2 separate regions of the Arachis hypogaea genome follow, and region 2 is linked to region 1. The links are chromatin contacts, called in public Hi-C maps. All regions are on one chromosome and are shown on one strand. The core of a region is the stretch at or near the end of the contact, and the rest is flanking DNA. Distances in the headings are between cores, read along the strand shown.

Evidence for each region. Hi-C and Micro-C count contacts between places; a contact is called where the count stands out from the background.
Region 2: a Hi-C map of leaf shows a contact between it and region 1, with 2.3 times the contacts expected there. The contact joins the promoter of LOC112727849 here to the promoter of LOC112727846 in region 1. A contact is called at or near these places in 2 of 8 Hi-C or Micro-C datasets (both in leaf).

What each region holds. Positions count from the first base shown.
Region 1 is chr12:99,446,234-99,450,755 of arahy.Tifrunner.gnm2.J5K5, forward strand. LOC112727846 reads left to right here and starts at 1,856. Exons shown (of 5, transcript XM_025777764.3): 1 at 1,856-2,168; 2 at 3,645-3,784; 3 at 3,893-3,974; 4 at 4,064-4,180. The coding sequence starts at 3,666.
Region 2 is chr12:99,665,331-99,669,852 of arahy.Tifrunner.gnm2.J5K5, forward strand. It overlaps LOC112727849 (vacuolar protein-sorting-associated protein 11 homolog), which reads right to left and starts at 2,495. Exons shown (of 6, transcript XM_025777769.3): 1 at 2,159-2,495; 2 at 1,623-1,963; 3 at 839-1,012; 4 at 404-727; 5 at 1-306. The coding sequence starts at 1,862.

The DNA.
Region 1 (4,522 bases), core at 606-3,105:
ATCATATTTGAAACTTAAATACATAGAAAATAAAACTTAACAATAAGTTCTTTACATTATTTATTTACATGGATACTTAACAATCCCACATATTAAACTATTCCATCATTGATCAAATGACCAATATTTCTTTCAGGATCTTCAAAGAAATCAGATACATCATAATGAGTGGTGGAATTTTCAGCATCATTTGAAACAAAATTCGTTCCCTTTTCTTTGTCATTCTTTTTCAAAGATGTTTGATAAAGATCGACTAGGTGCCTTGGTGTACGACAGGTACGCGACCAATGGCCCTTTCCACCACAACGGAAACACTTATCTTCTGTTGATTTCTTTTGTCCAATATTTCTTTCTTTATCCCACTTTTGGTGAGATCCTCTCTTTTGAACATAATTCCTTTTTCTTCCATAATTTTTCTTGTTGCCAAAACCTTGCCATTTACCTCTTTTGGGGTAATGATTTGCCGCATTTACTTCGGAAAATGGGATTGTGCCAGCTGGACGCGCTTCATGATTCCTTAAAAGTAATTCATTGTTGCGTTCAGCAGCAAGAAGGCAAGAAATTAACTCAAAATATTTTTTAAATCTTTTTTCTCGATGCTGCTGCTGCAGGAGTACATTTGAAGTATGAAAGATCGAGAAAGTTTTCTCTAACATATCATTATCAGTTATCTTTTTTCCACATAATCTCATTCGTGAGGTGATTCAAAATATTGCCGAATTATAATCATTTATGGATTTAAAATCCTGTAGACATAAGTGCGTCCATTCATATCGGGCTTGAGAAAATATCACCGTTTTTGGATTATTGTACCTTTCTTCAAGGTCTTTTCACAGATCTGCATGATCTTTTAATGTGAGATATTCATTTTTCAATCCTTCGTCAAGATGATAACAAAGGAAAATTATGGCTTTGATTTTATCCTTCTGAGATACATTATTTTCAGCCTTAATGGTTTCTCCAAAATCCATTAAATCAATATGGATTTCAGCATTCAGTATCCATGATAAATAGTTGTTTCCAGATATATCAAGAGCATTAAATTCAAGATGAGATAACTTCAACATAATGAAAATTTGTTACCTGAGCCTTCCTAAAATTTGATCAGAGTCTCATGCTGATAACGCGTTGTAAAATAAATAACTAAGAAAGATAAATATAAAATAAGAAAGAGAGAAAATATTTATTTTTATTATTACTGAATCTCATACCTCATATATGAACCCCTATTTATATATGTATAAAATTCTTATTTTTAACTTTTATTAAAGTTCAGTTTGGTTTAAAAAAATCAGCCGCCCATGTAACCAATTATCATTCACATCATCTCTTATCACAATAGTTTCCGCCTAATGCAAAAGATAGATAACTACTACATACATTATAAGCTTCATTCTTTAACGTATTACATCAAATCGAGATCCTTCAAAAACCTCTTTTTAAATAATTAATCTTGATAATTTTGAACAATAATTATTTTAATACTTTCTATTTCAATTGTGTTTGTTGCTGAACTAATCATTTAGTTTAAATTTATTTGTTGCTGAAAATAATTATTTAGCTATTTTTTTTACTTAAAATCATCATTTAATTAAATTTACTATCAATTATCATTAAATTTGTTATTGTCTTGCTAAAATAATTACTTAATTAAATTTTTTATTATAAAAAATTATCATAGTTGATTGTTTTTTGTTGCTAAAAAAATTATACTTAATTTTTATTAATATATTATATTTGTGGAGCATTTTAATTTTTTATTTAATTTTATTTTTATAATTTTATATTTTTATTTATTTTGACCGGATCATCAGTAACTCGTCGATTAAACCAGTGACCTGCGACCCGGTTTTATATGATCGGCTCAATGATCAGGTTCTAATAAGTAATAACTATGTCTCTTTCAGTCTCTCTCTCACTCTGTCTGTCAGACACCTTAACCGCCGCCTACTTCTTTCTCCGGTATCACTCCCATTTCTTTACTTCGACTTTAGCTGTGTTAGTTTTCTCTCCACCGTTGCTGTTGCTATGTAATGTCTCTCCGGCGAGGCTGCAACCTGTGACCTCGACACCGATCTGCTCTCCTCTGCTGTTGCGCTCTCTGCTCACCCAGTCGCGGTCACTTCCTCTGTACTCTCTCTCTCGCCGCTGATCAGTTTTCTCCACCGGTCTGCTCTCTTCTAGTTTTGTGTCTCTCTCTCAATATCTTGATTTCTGATTAATTGATATTGAATATTGATGACTTGATATAAGAATATGGATTAGTTTAATTTTTTAAATTTCTATTTTATTAGGTTAGTTCTGGTTTTGCCTCTTTATTAGGTGAATATAAGCTTGATTAAATTCAGCGGGAGCTCTTTAATCTTTGTGATTTCTGTTCTGCCAAATAGAGCCTTACTTTGCTTATGTATGATTAAACCTTGTTACTTTATGAATGAATCAACTAATTAATATTCCGGAGCCTTAATTTTCTTCTTTGTTGCTTGTCATTTGAATTTAATTAAAGATTGGAAGAAAATAGGCCTTAGTTTGGAATTCAAACCATAAAGTCTGGAATTTTGATTCTACAAACCATAACTTCCTGTGGATGAGCTTGAGGTTTTCATGTCTTTTTCATTAGTAAGTACTGACATATACGTTGGAGATTATATCTCGATGAACCTGATGACTTAACATCTGGCCAAATGAAATAGTAAGGCATGTTCAAAGTTGATTCTGCGGACAGATCCTAAGCTTAATTATATAATTTCTAATACTGTGTGCTCGCACTGAATTTGCTATAGTTGGAACTGTAATAATTGGTTCATATGGAGCTCCCTTCTCTGTTAATGTCATAGACACATTTTAGTTCTCCAAGCTAATCCTTAGCACCTCTTTAAGCCTTTAGATAGTAATGTTGTTGGCTTTGGATATTGTTGTGACATTTTTCCTGAGTTATCTTTGTAAAAGTTTCTGACATAATCTTTAAAGTTAGGCGGTTCCTTGCCATTCATGATTTCTGAAAAATAAACAAATAAATAAAGGGAAAAAAAAGAGAACGTAATAATGATGCATATGTAGGGGGAGAAGATTTTCAACAATAGATTGTCCAAATTTCAAACACACTTCTTTGATTCTTTCAATTTACATTTATTCCCTTTGATCTAATAGGTTAATTAACTTATGAAATTTCCATTGTCACCAGCACGTGGTAAGACTGAGGAATTCCAGCTTTCATGACATTTGGTTACTTTTCAAAGTCAATATTTAAAGCTAATTCCTATAGCTACAGGAAAGCAAACAAAAGCATTAGGAAGAAGGATATAGTGACATGCGGAGCTATGTCTGTATTTTAAGGAAATTATAAAGAAAGATTTGAGAAATTTTAAAAAGAAATAAAAAACATAAAGGAAGAAGTAGAAGCAGGTTTCCCAAAACTTGGTTCTTCTTTGTTTCCTTTCGTTACTAGATGGTAATGTTTTGCAGCAAAATTCATCATAGTTTCTAATGGCTAAGTGGCGGGTCTTGCATTGTTTGTTTGCCTCATTTGTGTTTGGTAACTTGTTTGATAATATTTTGGCATATGTTTTGTAACAAGAAATCAATGACAATATGTGCACGTCATGTGTTTGATGAACCTATTGTTGGCTACCTTTGATTCTCAGGGTGAATTCTAATCATTGTCCATGAGTCTCTATGATGAATTCAAAGAGATTCTAAAGATTCAGAAGTTTCGAAGATTGGTGTCATATACTGGATTCTACTGCTTTGCCACACTCATAAGCTATGCTTATGTTAGCAATACGTGAGTCTAATGTTGTCACAACCTTTTTTTTTAATACTAGATTTTGCATGCTTTACAAGATTGGTTTGAATGCTAATCTCTGGAGTGATATATGATTTGGTGTTTCAGAACCCGAGCTGGATATTCCAGAGCCGATCAATTCTACGCATCGTACCCGGCTGGTACTGAGCTATTAACAGATACTTCCAAGGTATTTGCCATTATATAATTTAGAACATGCGCAGCTTTTATACCTTTTTTTCTTTAAGGATAATAGTAGTGTTTGCAAATTGTTATTAGTTGTACAAAGCTGCTCTTGGAAACTGCTTTGAAGCTGAAGAGTGGGGTCCAATTGAGTTCTGCATCATGGCCAAACACTTCGATCGTCAAGGGAAGGCTCCATATGCATACCATTCAGTAAGTTTCAAGCCTATATGTTACTCTCTATTTTGATTTTTCTTAATTTTAGAATTGTTTATATTAATTCTGGAATCAGAACAATTTTTACTTTTTACCACTGATATTGATACTTAAAGACATTGCTGTGTAAATCCTAGTTTTATGTGAAACTCGAATCTTATGATTCTTTCATTTTAGAGTAATTGGTCAAGTTGGTTCATCAAATTTCAGGCACGAATCAATTTAATCATTTGAATTTCTTGGTTCCTCACGTTCTGTGTCTGAATTTTTTTAACAGTTATTAAATTTAATAATTCCTTTAACTTCTACAAGGATAGTACAATAAAATCACAACTACTT
Region 2 (4,522 bases), core at 1,245-3,744, 220 kb after region 1:
TAACTTGCTTTCCATGTCTTTTTCCCCTATACATAAAGCTGACTTGTCACTCATTATGAGTATGATGTTACCCCATTCATACAGCATGTGAGAAACCTCTTTAACCGACGCACTATGGGCTATTAAACGATTCTTCAGGTCATAAATGTTGAAAGTGTGCTTTCGTGTTCTTTGATCAGCAATGACACACAAAAGGTACCCTCGAAACCATCCTAGCAATTTCTTCTCTCCCTCAAAAGCCCAACATGGACCACGCCCATCAACTTCATAAAAATATACTGCCTCAGGTCGCCCAATCATCAGCTCCTGCCAATATTACAAACATGAAAATATTTAATATTCAGAGATAATATAAACATGAGAATATGCTAAAACTTATTATGAAGGAACAAAGACTGCATACAGAGCGGTCACTCATTGCAACACTGTGTCCATCACATCCAATCTGATCAAGGGTCTGCCTTCTTGGTGGTTGATCATGCAATGAGAACAAGCTCACTGAACTTGGAGTTACAGCAAACAGTTGTAGAGATCGACCATCTACCCTAAATCCAAGACCATTTATGGAGGACAGGGTTTTGTCTGAATAGCTTTCCACCTGAAGCTTGAATCGGCTGATACGTTCCCTTGCAATATCTCCTTTGATGCAGTAAATAGAACCATTGTCTAAGCCAATAGCTATGAGTAGTATAGGAGGCACTTCTTCTAAGACTAAAAAAGAAGTAATCTGCAGTGCAACAAATTTCCCGCATTGTAAGAAACTAAGAATAAGCAACTGAAATAGTCAATATACATTATTTTCAGCTTCTATATTCAGTATGCATAAAAGTCTCATTACCTGTGCCTCAGGAAACTGATTGGTGAATATACGCAATATCCCAACACAATCAGGACTCGTCATGCTTGAACTCTCTGGTTGCATCTTATCAAGGTCAAAAACCTTCAGGCACAAAGGTGATTGCTGGGGAGAAAGTTGTTCATCTTCCCCAATAGTTACTAAGAAGTTGCGTTGCTGGTTAATCAACATACAAAAGAAAACTCCGTTGTTAAATTCAATTCAGAACCCCAGCAATATTCATCAACTACTCATACAAACATTTAATCACAGAAGTCTTTCACCAATCTTGAGGGGGGGAAAATATTACCAACCCTTTAAGTCTTTCATCAATTCGATATTAACACAGTAGACACTAGACAGTACAAAATGTTCAGAAATCCCAACAATGAGAAAATAGCAACCCTTAGCAGCAAGGAGCAAATAGCAATGAGAAAAAAGGAACTCTTGCTAAAGAGTTACATACCTATTTAATCCAAAACAACAATTCCAACATTGAAGCACCTAAGTTTTATTATCTCCCTTATTTTTCCCAGTTTATATACTCCCTCATCTCTCTCAAACCCAACTATTTATCATCAAAAGTTGCTCGATGGTACCATCAACCAGCAATCAAACACAAAATAAACAAAATCTTAATGCAAATAAGTGAATAATTCAAATAAATGCAAGGTGAATTGCATACACATGTTACAGATTAATAATCTCCACACCTAAACAACTATCTCCAATCCAAATAACATTTCTATTTCACGGAGGCATCTACAGAGTGAAATCAATTGATTACCTTGAGCTGTTGAAGAAAGAGGACACTGGAAGCGTGAGGCTTGAAGGCGTAATTGAACTTGAGACCTCGATCAAACAAGCAAACGTTACCATCATCAAAACCAGTCACCACCTTTCCCCTGCCACTGGAACAGCAAGTGATCTTCTTCGTGGCGAGATCATCGTCTTCCTCGCCATCCGGAACCACGCATTTCGCCGCATACTTCTCCTCGAAGAACTCAAACTTCCTCCATTGATACATCGATCCGGCTTCACCAAAATGCTCCCTTCTTCTTTGAATCACTTCCCTTCTTTAGAGAAGGGTACCATCACCATGATTCTATCTACTCTCAGATACCTAGGCTTAGAGGTATAGAATACACGGAATTGCAATTTTTTTTAGAAAAACAGAATAATAATAAAAATCAGAACATATTCAAGATGTAGAACAAATAGCTGAATGAAAAAAATTTGTAATTGGGGATCTAGTGACGTGGAAGGAGAGAAGCGAAGGAAAATTGAATCAAATTTAGAGAAGATGGAGAAGGAAAGGGGCACCAGTGCCTTTCTCGGTCCGTGAATGAGAGTGATCAATTGCGAACAGCGACGGTAGTTGTGAGACTCTCTCTGGCGGCGGCAGCGACGGTGGTGGTGGAGTAAGACGGGCAGTAGAGCGGCACGACGTGATGAGCTGGTAAAGAGATGAGCGGCGGTGGTATGGTGATCCTGAACTTATGTTGTTTCAACTTTCAACGTACGCAACGGACGGACGGAGTAAAAAAATTTGCTACTAATTTAGATTTTAATTTAATTTTTAGTCACCAATATTATGTACCAACAAAAAAAAATATAATAAAACTCTACAAACAAGTGATTTATCTAGCCAACTTCAACTAAATCATCTAGGTACAGGCACTCCTAATGTATATCAGACTTTTAACGAATTAAACCCTAAAATGGTCTTTCAGATTGGCGTCGTACACTAAAATCGTTCCTGAGATTTCAATTGCATCAATTATATCCCTGAAATTGAAAAAAGTGCACCATATTAGTCCCTGACCTATTTTTCATTAGCGATGTGATGACATGGCATGATGATATGGACTGTAAGTGACACATGTCACTTCATGATTTGGCCACGTGTAATGGTATGATGATGTGGTGACCAGTGACACGTGGCATGCTGACGTGGATGGTTGTGCCACGTGTCACAATGTTATTTGACCACGTGTCCATTTGTGCCACGTGTCGCAACCTTATTCGTCCACGTGTCATCCATCATGTCATCGTTGTATATACACCAAATTAGTCCCTCACTTTGCATTAAGTGATTCATTTTAGTCCCTGAAATTGAATGTCGTGCACCAAACTAGTCCATTCACCAGTTTTTTCTCATTTTTTCTATAAATTCAAAATTCTCAATATTTTTGAATGCATTAATTTTAATTCGATTTTTTCACATGTTCTTCAAATAAAAGTGTTTTTATAAAATATTTTTTCTCTTGCGAATACCCTAACCGCCAACTTAGAATTGACGTGAAGGGTTTTCAAGTACCTTCACTACCATCTCCGACCTCTTTCAGTACTTTTATAAAATATTTTTTTTCTTGCGGATACCCCTAATAACCGCCGTCTTGGAGTTGACGTGAAGGCATTTCAAGCTTCTCTCATTACCATCTCCGACCTCTTTCGTCTAGATTGCAGAGGTCAAAGATGGTAGTGAAGGTGCTTGAAGTGCCTTCAATCTAGTTCATTTACACATAACGAAAACGTGTATTTCATAAGAAAAAAATATTTATTTTAATTATTAATTTATTGTTAAAAACACATATTTTTTATGAAAAAAATGTGTCTAATCAATCATATAATTATTTTTTTATAATAACATACTTATATATTATAAAATTTACTAGTGTTAAATTATTAAAAAAATTATATAATTAAAACTAAAAAGTAAAATCTTAAAAAATTTTATGAAAGCACTTGTATTTAAACGATATATGAAAAAATAGAATTGAAATTAGTGTATCCAAGATATTAAAATTTTAAATTAAAAAAAATGAGAAACAATTGGTGAAGGGACTAGTTTGGTGCACGACATTCAATTTCAAGGACTAAAATGAGTCACTTAATGCAAAGTGAGGGACTAATTTAGTGCATATACAACGATGACATAATGGATGACACGTGGATGAATACTGTTGCGACACGTGACACAAACAGACACGTGGCCAAATAACATTGTGACACGTGGCACAACCATCCACGTCAGCATGCCACGTGTCACTGGTCACCACATCATCATACCATTACACGTGGCCAAATCATGAAGTGACACGTGTCACTTACAGTCCACGTCATCATGCCATGTCATCACGTCGTTAATGGAAAATAGGTCAGGGACTAATATGGTGCATTTTTTTCAATCTCAGGGACGTAATTGGTGCAATTGGAATCTCAGGGACGATTTTAGTGTATGACGTCAATCTCAGGGACCATTTTGGGGTTTAACTCATAGCATAAATGGTTTTTTTCTCTACATTTTTTTACAGATTTCATTTGTTATCTCTGACTTGTCTACGTTGAGATGAAATCCATTTCGTGCCCCACATTTGTCCTTGTCGATAGTTCCGTTAACGGAACGCTGATGTGGCACGTTAAGTCGCCAGCGTGTGTATCCATGTGTCACGCAGCTTGCCAGGGTGGATTCTTGATGAGTGAATGATGTGGCAAAATTTGAATCAACTCAATTTAACCCCTCCATAGATGATAAAACCCTAATTTGCAGCCCTCTTTTCCGAATACGGTGAAGACTGTGCTGGAGAAATGATGAGTTCAGGAAGCCTACCTGCAGTGAGTTCTGCACGATCACGTTCTCATGGGGCTTCCCTGAAGAACCTTAATGGTGGGAGGTTGGAGAAG